Linked DNA regions of Mus musculus: region 1 is linked to region 2. The links are chromatin contacts, called in public HiChIP or PLAC-seq maps. All regions are on one chromosome and are shown on one strand. Each heading gives the region's core, a stretch centred on a gene start, on an enhancer-like site or on the middle of the called end of the contact. The rest is flanking DNA. Distances are from core to core; before and after follow the strand shown.

What was found. HiChIP or PLAC-seq counts read pairs in DNA pulled down with a chosen protein or histone mark.
Region 1: an H3K4me3 HiChIP or PLAC-seq map of craniofacial prominence shows a contact between it and region 2, with 5 times the contacts expected there. The contact joins the enhancer-like site here to the promoter of Pcdh17 in region 2. A contact is called at or near these places in 2 of 39 promoter capture datasets (the C10 cell line and stem cell-derived epiblast-like cells), 3 of 115 datasets of contacts at active chromatin or transcription factors (craniofacial prominence, embryonic hindbrain and neural progenitor cells) and 1 of 9 other capture datasets (adipose tissue).

The regions. Positions count from the first base shown.
Region 1 is chr14:84,773,952-84,780,964 of GRCm38.p6, forward strand. No RefSeq gene overlaps it. Among named protein-coding and RNA genes, the nearest start is that of 9630013A20Rik, 300 kb to the left of the region's middle. Within about 2 kb of position 2,235, at least 1 of the 459 cell types and tissues checked has an H3K27ac peak or open chromatin away from gene starts, as enhancers often do. A contact at or near this core is called in craniofacial prominence, where this site is marked.
Region 2 is chr14:84,440,294-84,446,676 of GRCm38.p6, forward strand. Pcdh17 (protocadherin 17) reads left to right here and starts at 3,270. Exons shown (of 4, transcript NM_001013753.2): 1 at 3,270-6,383. The coding sequence starts at 5,802. It overlaps Gm32498 (predicted gene, 32498), which reads right to left and starts at 3,111. Exons shown (of 4, transcript NR_168882.1): 1 at 2,232-3,111; 2 at 1,805-1,943.

The DNA.
Region 1 (7,013 bases), core at 985-3,484, 330 kb after region 2:
GTACTGATGCATATAATTTTTGCAAGACCAAGGGCCTCTCCTTCCAATGATGGCCAAATAGGCCATTCTCTGCTACATATGCAACTAGAGACACAAGCTCTTGGGGGTACTGGTTAGTTCATATTGGTTTTCCTCCTATAGGGTTGCAGACCCCTTCAGCTCCTTGGGTGCTTTCTCTAGTTCCTCCATTGGGGGCCGTGTGTTCCATCCCATAGCTGACTATCAGCGTCCACTTTTGTATTTGCCAGGCACTGGCAGCCTCACGAGACAGCTATATCAGGGTCTTGTAAGCAAATTCTTGCTGGCATATGCAATAGTGTTTGCGTTTGGTGGCTGATTATGTGATGGATTCCCAGGTGGAGCTGTCTCTGGATGGTCCTTCCTTCTGTCTCAGATCCCAACTTTGTCTCTGTAACCCCTTCCATGGATATTTTTTTCCCCGTTCTAAGAAGGAAAGAAGTATCCACACTTTGGTCTTCCTTCTTCTTGAGTTTCATGTGTTTTGCAAATTGTATCTTGGGTATTCTACAGATGTACCTCAATAGAGGAATGGGTACAGAAAATGTGGTACATTTACACAATGGCGTACTACTCAGCTATTAAAAACGAGAAATTTATGGAATTCTTAGGCAAAGGATGTATCTGGAGAATATCATCTTGAGTGAGTTAATCCTATCAAAAAGAACACACATGATATGTACTCACTGATAAGTGAATAAAAATACACATTTTAAAGGGGGAAACAGGAGTGCTCAGCTGTTGCTGCTTCCATATGCCAAAGGAAAGCAACCCTACTTGAAAGAATAGGAGATTTTGGAAGTACTGTAAGACAGGACTTTTGATAAACTGTTATCAATGAACAGAGACCTAAATAAGAATTAAAATTCAATGGTACTTAAATTGAAGATTTATTGAACACAGGAGATGATATAATTATAATCTCATGACAATCTTGGAATTCACCTTGGTCACTTAAGAAGGTATCTATACAGTTTGCTGGGATTTGAACATTATAACGAATATAACAAACTGTAAGACAAATTGAAGGTGTGGGCCTTTAAGACCGAATAGGATGCTTAAAATCTAAGGTGGCAGATGTAGCCATAAACCTAAGGGAAGGATATCTACTACAACAATGGGAATCTCAGAGTAATATTCCTCCAATTTCAGGCAGTAGTGATCTATTTTAACTGACACTGAATATTGCCATCTTATGTAATATGCCTTGTTTCTGTATTTATTTATTTATTTATTTATTTACTTACTTAATTATTTGTATTTAAGTTTTTAATTCTTTAGTCCAGACTTTATCCCCTACTGGCCTACCCTCTGACTGTTCCAAATCCCACACCTTCCCCCCTCCCCCAACCACATCTCCAAGAGGATATCTCCACCTCACCCACCTCAGCCGACCACCCCACTCCCTGCAGCCCCAAGTCTCTTGAGGTTTAGGTATATCTTCTCTGATTGAGTCCAGACTTGGCAGTCCTCTGCTGTATTAGGGACCACATATCAGCTGGTGTATGTGGCCTGGTTGGTGGCTCAGTGTCTGAGAGAACCCGGGAACCATGTTAGTGGAGACTGCTAATCTTCCTATGGGGTTGCCCTCCTCCTTACCTTCTTCCAGATTTTCCCTAATTCAACCACAGGGTTCAACACAGGGGTCCATTGGTTGGGTGTAAATATCTACATCTGATTCTTTCAGCTGCTTGTTGGGTCTTTTTGAGGTCTGTCATAATAGGCCCCTATTTGTAAGCACACCATAGTATCAGTAATAGTGTCAGGCCTTGGACCCTCCTCCTGAGCTGGATCTCAATTTGGGCTTATAACTGGACTTCCTTTTCCTCAGGTTCTTCTCCATTGCTGTTCCTGCAGTTCTTTCAGACAGCAACAATTCTGGGTTAGAGATTTTTACTGTGGGATGGTAACCTCATCCATTTGATACCCTGTCTTTTTACTGGAGGTGGACTCTACAAGTTCCCTCTTCTCACTGTAGGGCATTTCATCTAATGTCCCTCCCTTTGAATCCAGAGTCTCTCAACTCCAGGTCTCTGGTACATTTTAGAGGGCCCCCCTTACTTACTTCTTATCTCCTGAGGTTGCCTGTTTTGATTTTTGTGCTGGCCCTCAGGGCTTCAGTCCTGTCCCCCCTCCTCCTCCCCTGCTATACCTAATCATGTTCCCCTCTTCCACTCCCTGTTTCCTTTCCCACCCAGGTCCCTCCCTCCCTCCCCACTCCTTTGAGTTCTTTCTTCTGTATTTAAATAGGAAACATGTGTGCCTAAGTGTTTAGTCTCTGTGTGGATTCATAAAACTCTGGTTTTACCTCCATGAACCTAGAGGAGAAATGAGATAACTGAAAGACCCTAGATTGAAAAAACAAACAAACAAACAAACAAAAACAAAACAAAAAAACAACAACAACAACAACCCAAAACAAAAAATCCCCTGCTTAATTAGATTAATCTGTATATTTAAAGATTTTTTAACATGAGACTGGAAGTGCTAGAGAAGCAGTAATGTCTATATTTCCACAAATGATGAAAGACTATGGGTTCGGTTAAAATTGATAAAGACCTGATCTTTGTAAGAGAAGCTCCTACATGAAAGACATGACTCAAGGAAAGAAGAGATGAAGAAAGATGCAAAAAGATGAAACCTCCTCACTCCCCCCAAAGCTTAAGAACAGCTGAACAAACTGGCTGAAGAAGTACAGATCATTCATTAGACTGGCAGATTGAAAGTCTTGATGCTGAAATGAATATATGCTGAAGGACAGATGATCAGGACTATAATTATGAAATAAGGATCATCTTATCAAGGGATCATCATAAAGAAATTCAGAGTGTTAAGTTTAAGGATATTCAAACTGTTAAGTTTATAGGATTGATTTTTTTTTTCTGTAAATGTTAACCTGGGTACATCTTTCAGCTTAAACAGAAACAAGGAAAATGTATAAGACCAGTGAATCCAAAACCATGGCTGCTCTGTCAAGGGGTCACATCCAAAGCCCTAGGACTGGCATGCCACTTATCTTTAATGCTTCTAGCTGGAATGCACACACAAACTTAGTATACACTATTAAGGTAAATTTAGTTTGTAGAAGGTAGCAGCTGTTTGAAAGTGACATCGAATGTCAAAGTGGCAAACAAAGAGATGATTCAAAGAAAGATTTGATAGAACAAGCTAGAGATAGGATATACCTAGCTCAGGAGAACAGATATTTAAGAGCATCTCAGAGAGAATGAAGGCAGTTCAGTCATTTTGATCATTCAGTTGAGAGTCAGTATATCAAGTGAAGTACAGAGAAAATGATTTTATTTGCGAGTGGATACAGTTTAGTGAAGGTCAGCACAGGCAGTTGAAGCCAGAGAATAAGAAAGAAGATTAAAACAAATTGCTGGAGTTAGTTTGAGGCCATGAAGAGCAATTCAGTAAGAAGCTGAATGAAGCAAGAGTGAATCAGTCAGCTGGTATAAGAATTTGAGCCAGAACAGCTGGGTTGAACCAGCCAGTCAAAGTTCAGAAAGAATGAGAAAGGGTGAGTTTATCTAGCAGTAAACCTCTGCAGCAACAATTATATCATGTGAATAAAAGTTATTTTTACATGTACATTTTCAGGGATGATAATTTAGTATTGGATAACCAATTAGCATGCTCCCCCTGGGAAAGACTATTTTTGTTTCCACTATCAGTATTTCTTTTTTTTTTCAAACATAATATTTTTATTGTTTATTTGGGGATTTCACATAATGCATCCTGATCACATTCATTTCCCAGTCCTCCCAGGTACCCCACCCCTTGTGACCTCTTCATTCAAAAAAACAGGTCTAATTTGTGTTGCCTTTATATTCATTGGACTATGGTTAAATTCCCAGTGGCCAAGCCCCTTAGAAGAAAAAGCAGTTCTTCCCCACCCTGATCCACACCAGAAGTCATCAGTTGTATGCTTCATCTTTATCACAGGTTTTCAGGGTTCTCTTAAATGGCTTCCTGTCTAGGCTGTTGCCTTGTAAGGTGGAGTAAGGGTTGTCACAGAAGCCTTCTTCGTCTTTTTTCCTTAACTGTTGAGACTGCAGTGATCGATACCACTACAAAAGAAGCTTCCTTGCCCTTTATACTCAGTGGGAACACAGATCATGGACTTCTACATGGTTTCTGGCGATGTCAGCACATGCCACAGAGCTCAACATGGTCTCCAGTGACATTATAGACCACAAACATCAACACAGTCCTCTGCTAGAGCACAGACCATGAATATCACCATAGCTTTCAGTAGCAGCATGAGCCATGAATAGCAACATGGCCTCTGACAGCAACATGGACCATGAGTACCAACATGACCCCCTACAGCAGCATGACCCACAGACATCTACACTGATTCAAGTAGTAGCACAGGCCAAACAGCTCCTGGCTGCCCCTTTAATTTTTGCAAAACCTATTTTTTTTCAAGACATGATTTCTCTGTAGCCCTGACTGTCCTGGAACTCACTCTGAAGACCAGGCTGGCCTCGAACTCAGAAATCTGCCTGCCTCTGCCTCCAGAGTGCTGGGATTAAAGGCGTGAGCCACCACACCCAGCACAGAACCTATTTATTTATTTATTTATTTATTTATTTATTTGGTATTTTCTTCATTTACATTTTCAATGCTATCCCAAAAGTCCCCCCATACCCTCCCCCGCACTGCCCCCCCCCCCACTACCACTTCTTGGCCCTGGTATTCCCCTGTACTGAGGCATATAAAGTTTGCAAGACTGATGGGCCTCTCTTTCCAATGATGGCTGACTAGGCCATCTTCTGATACATATGCAGCTTGAAACACAAGCTCTGGGGGGTGGGGTACTGGTTAGTTCATATTGTTGTTCCACCTATAGGGTTGCAGACCCCTTTAGTTCCTTGGGTACTTTCTCTAGCTCCTCCATTGGGGGCCCTGTGATCCATACAATAGCTGACTGTGAGCATCCACTTCTGTGTTTGCTAGGCCCTGGCATAGTCTCATAAGAGACAGCTATATCTGGGTCCTTTCATTAAAATCTTGCTAGTATATGCAATGGTGTCAGCATTTGGAGGCTGATTATGGGATGGATCCCTGGATATCACAATCTCTAGATGGTCCATCGTTTGTCTCAGCTCCAAACTTTGTCTCTGTAACTCCTTCCATGGGTGTGTTGTTCCCAATCACAAAAGAACTCACATGATATGTGCTCACTGATAAGTGGATATTATCCCAGAAACTTAGAATACCCAAGATACAAGATACAATCTGCAAAACACATGAAACTCAAGAAGAACCAAGACCAAAATGTGGACTTTGTCCCTTCTTAGAATTGGGAACAAAACCTATTTTTAATGGTGGTTCTTAAACACTTCAACCTCCTATAGCCACCACCCACAAAAGGCAGTGGAAAAGAAAGGCTACAGGGGAAACTGATCTGCTTAGAAAGTTCTTTGGAGCAACTCTTGTCTGTGTTGTCTGGAAATCAGCAGTTCAATTCACAGGTTAGCAGGCAGTAGCAGCTCTATCCACAAGCTGTACTTCACAGATACACCAGCAGTCCAGTTCAGTAAAGTCAGGATAGCAAACACAATCAGAAGTGGTGGTACTACCTAACAGAGTCAGCCAGGCCTCAGCCTCGGCACCCTTCAGCAGGAGGGACCAAGGTCAGCAGGAATTCAAGGAGAAGTTCTTGGCTTTGCCTCTTTCAGCAAAGTGAAGGTCAGTGATGATTCAAGATCAACGATCATTGGACAGCAAGCTCTATAAGCAAGCCTAGCTCAGCCTCCATTACTGTCTGTTGATTCTTTTTATACTCTCTCCAAACATCATGTGTCCTACATGGATCTTGCCTCAGCACATGTGTCTGTCTCAGCTGACATCACTCTGCCACTCAGCTCAAGTCTGCACAAGTGGCAAGAAACTGCAGCACTCCACCAGGTTTTGGGTGTGTTTCTCTCTATGGAATCCTGACAAATGGAGCTCAACTTCGGATGTAAGGCAGACCAATACATTGGTAGTAACACAGATCTTGGACAATAACATGTCTTCTGGCTGCAAGCTAGCCCTTGGCAGCAGCATGGACCGCAGACATCAACCACCTGTACTCAGGTGGCTGTTCAGGCCACACACATCAATAGTATCTCTTAACTGTCAGAAGTTCTTTGTTTAGTATTGAGGAATGACAAGGGAACAGGGGTATAACTATATTATTATTATTTCATTTAACATAAGAAATATTTTTAAAATAATTATAGCTGATGACAGTATATGACCAAGAGTGAGTCTTTGATAGTGATATATTAAGCCACTGGTTTCCATCTTATTTGCTAGTCCTGATCAAGTGAAATATGACCAATCTCTGTCATACACTATATGCTGTCTTGTCATGACATGTCATATATATATATATATATATATATATATATATATATGAAAATTTCCCATACTACTCCCTAAAAAGCAAATGACCATCTGACATTCTGACCATCTAACAAAAAGATCCAACAACAAGCATTAGAAAATATCTTTTGAGATGTTGGTTAGGGTTGGCAAAAAATTCCAAAAACATTACAAAGGATTGCTATTACTCTTGTTTGGTCTGAGAGGAGAAAAGTGTATGTGTTTGTGTGTGTGTGTGTGTGTGTGTGTGTGTGTGTGTGTGTGTGTTTTAATTAAATTTTATGTTTTAACTTGTCCTGTTTACATTTTGCTCCTTGACCCCCCCCCCCAGTTATCCCCTATTACAATCCTCTTCCCCTATTCCCCCTTCTCATTTGAGCAGGTTGGGCACCCTGGGTATTCTCACCCCCACCCTGCCTCTCTGACCTTGGTACTTCAAGTCTCTTAGAGGCTGGGGACTTTCTTTAGCACTGAGGTCAGACAAAGCAACCCAACTGGTAGTACATATACCACATGCAGACAACTGCTTTTGGGGTAGTTCTCTCTCCAGTTACTCAAGACCTTTATAAACACCAAGCTGCACATCTGCTACATATGATCAAGAAGACCTATGT
Region 2 (6,383 bases), core at 2,020-4,519:
ATTCTAGCTAAGCAAACTTAAAGTAATTCCAATGCATCAATCAATTTACCTTTAAACTCAACTTACCCACCCTATTTTATTAATTAATCAAATGTTAAGTCTTTTACAAGACTTGTTCTCAGTGAGTGGTCACACATAGATTGTAGCTAAGCAAACTAGATCTTGAGATGGTCAGAATATATGAATTTACATAGAGAAGGGTAACGTGTTGGATTAGAGTTGAATCTGGTTTGAAACTACAAACACTGATTATCAACCCAGCTGCTCTGGAAAACTCTGACATTGCTTTAGTATACGCAGGTCATGACAGACTTCTGAACTCCTTGGCTTGGTGGAGTATGAGACACGGCCTTCAATGCTACAAAGCCGTGATGCTTTTGAACTACCTAATACACTTACATCATCTTTTCTATTCCAGTGGAGCTCAATAGTTTTAAGATAATGAATAAGAAAATTTTAAATAAATATGATGTGAACACAAAATATGCTTGGAAGAAAGAAAAAGACAGACTTTGAAAACCTTTAACGATTTCTTTTTAGAGTTAAATGTGATTGTCACAACTGATTGGAAATAAGCCAAACAACTTGTACTAAGCTATCAGTCAGTTTCATTGCTGGTTAAGGAAAAAAAACAGGTATAAATCATCACTACAAATAGTTACTTAGGATACATGTCAGTACTCAACAACCATGTCGGATACTACAGCAACAAGAAATATAAGAAACATACTTGTGTTCTTTTTATTCTTGGAAGATGCCCTAAAGCATTCACCATATACACACAGTTCTTTCAGCAAACACTGGGGGGCGGTGTGGCATAATTACTCTGGGGAGGGGGAGTCTAAGCAAATGTATTCTTCTAAGGATATATTTTTCCTGTCACCAAGACCTTTCCTAGGCATTGTGTTTCCAATCTCCCTTCAACTGCATAGCACTATGTTGAATTAAGCCTAATCAATACACCCCAGCCTTCCTTGGAATTGTTTTATTGTTTTATTTTTGCACCATAGTGAAAGTCAAAGACGTCTAATTACTATGCGATTAAAATAAGCTTAAAGTGGTCGTTTTTAAAAGGTAATTCACAGTGTTTCTGAAGATATATCTAAGAGCTACTGCTCTTGTTTAGCTTTGCAAAGTGCTGGTGTTTATCCTTAGAACTCAGGCAGGGTGCGAGGAGAGGGAGATACAAAATAAAAATTGATAAATGAATGTGTGAATGTGTGTTCACTATGCCATAGGCAGTTTCTGGTTATAAAGATTACAAGAATCAACTTCCAAAGCACATGCATTGGACCAATATTTCTAACCAGAGAGACATAAAGAAAGCTATGGCTATATAAGACTTTGTGGTTAAAGACAACTTAGCAAAACAGCCTTTACTTTGGCAAGACTGAGTCCTCTGTGGACTACAAACATATATGCTAAACAACCTATTTAGGGAAGACAAGAAAGGAACATTTTTGAATTTGAAGGTCTGACTAAAAAGATCTTCTCTTTGAATTTTTGAGCTGTTGGTCTCTCAAGGGAATGGTACATTTGGAATGAGACCAGACTGCAAAATCAGACTATATGTTATCTCCTTGAAGCTCTGGGAAATTAATAGCTCCTTGATCTGAACCTTTAAGCAAGTATCCCCAAAACAATATTCAGAGCATTCTTGTAATTGGTCTGGATTTGATTTTCTTTGAAATTCTGAATGATTCATGTTACATATTTTTATAGTAGTCATTCACAATTTATAAATGGCAACTTAACTTCAGTATTTATGAACTACAATCAATACTGTCGCAATCAAAATACTCACCTTCTCTATTTCAACGGATTGTTTTCCTTTGTCCCTCTTAACTCTGCTCCAGAACTGCTAGATCAGAACCAAAACTGATCGTAACTTGTGGATGTTTGTGAAAGCAGTTCAGACAAAAGCAAGCTTTGAGATTCTAAAGCTGGAGATGAGAAATTTAGAATGGGGGGGGGGAGGAGGAAGAGGAGGGAGAGGAAGAGGAGGAAGAAGAGAGAGAGACAAAGAGACAGAGAGAGAATATTTAAACAAACATCATTCAATCTGGTATAAGTTCTTGCCTAAGTTCAGCTTCTATGAATAGGAGACTTTATACATATTAGCAATGCTATTTGATTTGAAAAAAATATCAAATTGCTATTTGGAATTTTAGTAAGATGAACAGAAGTGAATTAGACACCAAAGCTAGGGACATTAAGGGACATTGGATTACCTTGAATGTGGGCTGTGATAGGAGATGGTTAAAAGGTAGAAGTCTAAACACTGTTCAACCAGATTTCAGTTTCATGGAGCTGCAAAACATGTCTTAAGAGAGGCTTGTTCCCTCCTTCGAGACACTGCCTCTCTCTCCACCGGCGTCTGCTTTTCTTCTGAAACACTTTCATAATCAAGTGACTTTCCTTGCATGGGTGCCTGGGGACAGCGGGGATTTCTCTGAGGATGAAGAAAGTTACATATTGATTACAGTTGCTTGCGGCGTGTTTGCTCCCGAGCTAGCTAGCACAGACAGATCTCTAACACTGCACTTTCCTGGCGTTCACCGAAATAAACATCCCACCGTGAGAAAACGCGTACATACACCACACACACACACACACACACACACACACACACGCTCTCTCTCTCTCTCTCTCTCTCTCTCTCTCTCTCTCTCTCTCTCTCTCTCTCTCTCGCTCTCTCTCGGGCGCGCGCACGCATGCGCGCGCACGCACCCACTCCGCACCTCCAGATGAGTGCACAAGGAGTCAGAAAATCCGCAACTCCCTTGGCCCAGTGTTTGTGTGTGTGTGTGTGTGTGTGTGTGTGTCTGTGTGTGTCTGTGTGTAAGCTGACGACGTGGGTTGGTGTGTGGACTAGAAGGCACCAGGAAGACCGCAGCTGCCTCTCTCTGCAAAGTATACGGTGATTCCCCACGCCTGGCTTTACATCCTATCCCCAGTTGAAATCAAATCACTGCCAAACTTTTCTCTTTCTAGAGGAAGACACCCTCTAAACACCAGGGCTACCACGGCTCAGCCCTGGGCGCCGCCGCCGAGACTTAGCGCGGGCTCTGCGGGCCTTGATGCTCTCCGGTCGGACTCAAGCTAGTCAATGACTCTAAAGAGCTGGGGCTGCTGGCCCCGCCCCCGCCTGCCGTTTCTCCGCCTCCCATTGGGCGTGGGCCGAGAAGGCAGGGTCTGGCTCCCCACGCCGATTGGCTGGCAGAGAATCAGTATCAATGTTTAAGCGGCGGCGTGAGGTGAATAGAGTCAGTCAGCAAGAGACGCTGGGGAGAGAATCCGGACTGCGAGCCCGGCGGCTGCCGCAGCGGAGGAGGGCGGCTCGGAGACGGTACTCCAACTGTTGAATTGAATTTTTCACCTTCCATTTCCTCCGCGTCTTGGCTGGCGGAGATGGATTTATTCGGTTTGAAACCTGCACGTCTTTCTCAGGCTTTGGGGTGATCCTGACAGGCACCGCACTAGACTGAAAGAGACCACTCGTGACAGAAAAAAAAAAAAGGAGGAATTAAAATTTAAAAAAAACCTCCACAACAGACTGCACAATTAGCTATGCACACCGATGCTGGACTTTGTGAACAGAGACCGTTGGGAGGAAAATCTTGAACTATGATCCTGGGCTAAGCTGTGAATCATTACTGGAAACGTGCCCCCACCCCTAAGACTGAGAGATTTGGGGGCATCTCACGCCTAACCAAGTGGAAAGGTTTTTTTTAAAAAACAAATAAATATTCGTAAGCAAAGCAGACGCCTTGTTTTGCAGAGCCTCGGACTCCGGCCGAAAGAGGTAGAGTAAAAGTGTTCCTGGATTCAGCTTTGCCTTCCTCCCCCCACGCTTTTTCTCGTTTTTCTTCCCCCACCCCCGACGTGATTCCGGCTTTTTTGTTGTTGTTGTTTGTTTTTTTTTTGTTTTTGTTTTTGTTTTTCCTATTGAGTGGTCAGAGAAAGCCTTAAGAAGAAGCCTCAACTAAGGACTGCGAAGGGAGGACCGTGAGGGGAGAGTGAATACGATTCGTTCCGCTGCTTCTGACTCATCCCGCAGATGAGAACACCTGCATTTCTGGATGTGTCATTCCCGTATACCGAGGCGCTGGGAGAAGCGGAAATAATGTGTAGATCAACCCGTGCCTAACCTCCCCTCGGAGGTGGAGGAGGTAGTTTCCCCGGGTGGGCGCCCTGGCAGAACCGCGGTGGCTGCAGCTCCTCACCCTCTCTGCCTTTCCCAAGTCGACCAGAGACCGTGTGTGAGCCAGACTGCAGAATGCATCACGCCAAGCCTTGATGTATTCCGTCGACTCTACTCCTCCAATTTAAAATAATAATAATAATAAGGGGGGAAAAAGCCTACACTGTTATTCTCTTCAAATATTCACCACTCTTGTTCCTCGCCAAGGTTTTCCTTTCTAGATGAAAAGGAGGCTGGGCCACTGGAAGGAGGTGCTGAATAGAAAGAAAAGAGAGCCACTTGACAGCCCAGCCCTGTGAATGCAGAGACTGTTTCCCTTCTAGCGAGAGACAGGGCAGTGTGTGTGTGTGTGTGTGTGTGTGTGTGTGTGTGTGTGTGCTAGGACTGGGAGGGTAGCTCCCTCCTCCTTTCTAGTCTGCCCTCCCCCCTCCCCCCCCCCCTCAAATCTGCACGTCTAACCATGAGTTGCCTGTTGATTTCCTTTCGCCTGGCAAGAAAAGCAAACTGGAATTAAACTGCAGGGAGAGAAGTCTTTGCTTGCTGGAAGAGGATGGGATGGTAGTGGCGGCTCCCGGATTGGCATAGAGACACACCAGAGTGTTCTACGAACAGAGGCGGAGATATATCTCTATATTTTTCTCCTCCCAATAGGCTCTCGGCGCAAATGCTGATCAGGCTGTGGCTTTCTTGATTTTGGGGGAGAACCCTCTCCGAGGAAGAGAGGGAGGAGCTTGGTAGGGGGAGGAAACTACAAATCGGGACACTTTTTTTTCCTCTGCATTTCCTCCCCTCCCTCTGGCTGCTCGGAAAGAAGAGAGAAAAAGAAGAGGGAGAGAGAAAAAAAGACTTGGCTCGGAGATGCAGTCCGCTGCCGCCGCCGCCTAAACCAGCAAGGCAAGATTAGATCTTTAAATGCAGCAATACACTGCCTGAAAGCCGAGCATCCTGCATAGCGAGCAGACATTTCTCCGTGTGCCAGGGCAGCCTCAAATATACATATGTATCTGTGACTCTTTCTTCGTCCCTATTCATTCCCATCAATCGCATCACCGAATAAGAGTAACTAAAGGATTCCACTTTCTGATCTGCCTGGAGACACACCTCCCGAAGCCCTCCCCCACCGGATTTGAAGAGTATTCTGTAGGCTGCCGGAGGGAGTGGATTTTGCAGCGCCTAGCGGGAGTGAGGAAAACCAAGCAATTCTTCAGCTCATTATCATCTCTTCCAGACTCCGATTTCCTTTTTATCGCCAGCCTCATCACGCAAGTTTGAACCTCCCGAAGTCCAGGCGGGAGAGACAAAGCCTTTAGCTTGCCTTCAGCCGCAGGGAGTCGCCGCCTGGCTCCGAGCTGCTGCAGCTTCGCTGCGCGGCTGCATCTCTCCCAGTGCGAATGCTGTAGATCAACAGGTTCGGGCAACTTGAGCGGAATAAGGAGAGACTGCCTGGTGCCGCAGCCCGGGTGCGGAGGGAAGGAAAGACTCGCAGACTTGTGGCTCGCTCCGAGCTCGTACGCTCCGCCCCGGTTCCAGACTGGCGCGCACCCACCAGCTAGCACCTCCAGTCCGGCTGCTCCTGTTCCCACCCCACCGGTCTGGGATGTACCTTTCCATCTGTTGCTGCTTCCTTTTGTGGGCCCCTGCCCTGACACTCAAAAACCTCAATTACTCAGTGCCAGAGGAGCAAGGGGCCGGCACGGTGATTGGCAACATCGGCAAGGATGCCCGACTGCAGCCCGGGCTTCCGCCGGCTGAGCGCGGCAGCGGCAGCGGGAGGAGCAAGTCTGGCAGTTACCGGGTGCTGGAGAACTCCGCACCGCATCTGCTGGACGTGGACGCCGACAGCGGGCTCCTCTACACCAAACAGCGCATCGACCGTGAGTCCTTATGCCGCCACAATGCCAAGTGCCAGCTCTCCCTAGAGGTTTTCGCTAACGACAAGGAGATTTGCATGATCAAGGTAGAGATCCAGGACATCAACGACAACGCTCCCTCTTTCCCCTCGGATCAGATAGAAATGGACATCTCAGAGAACGCGGCACCCGGCACCCGCTTCCCCCTCACGAGCGCACACGACCCAGACGCTGGCGAGAACGGGCTCCGCACCTATCTGCTCACCCGCGATGATCATGGCCTCTTTGCCCTGGACGTCAAGTCCCGCGGCGACGGCACCAAGTTCCCA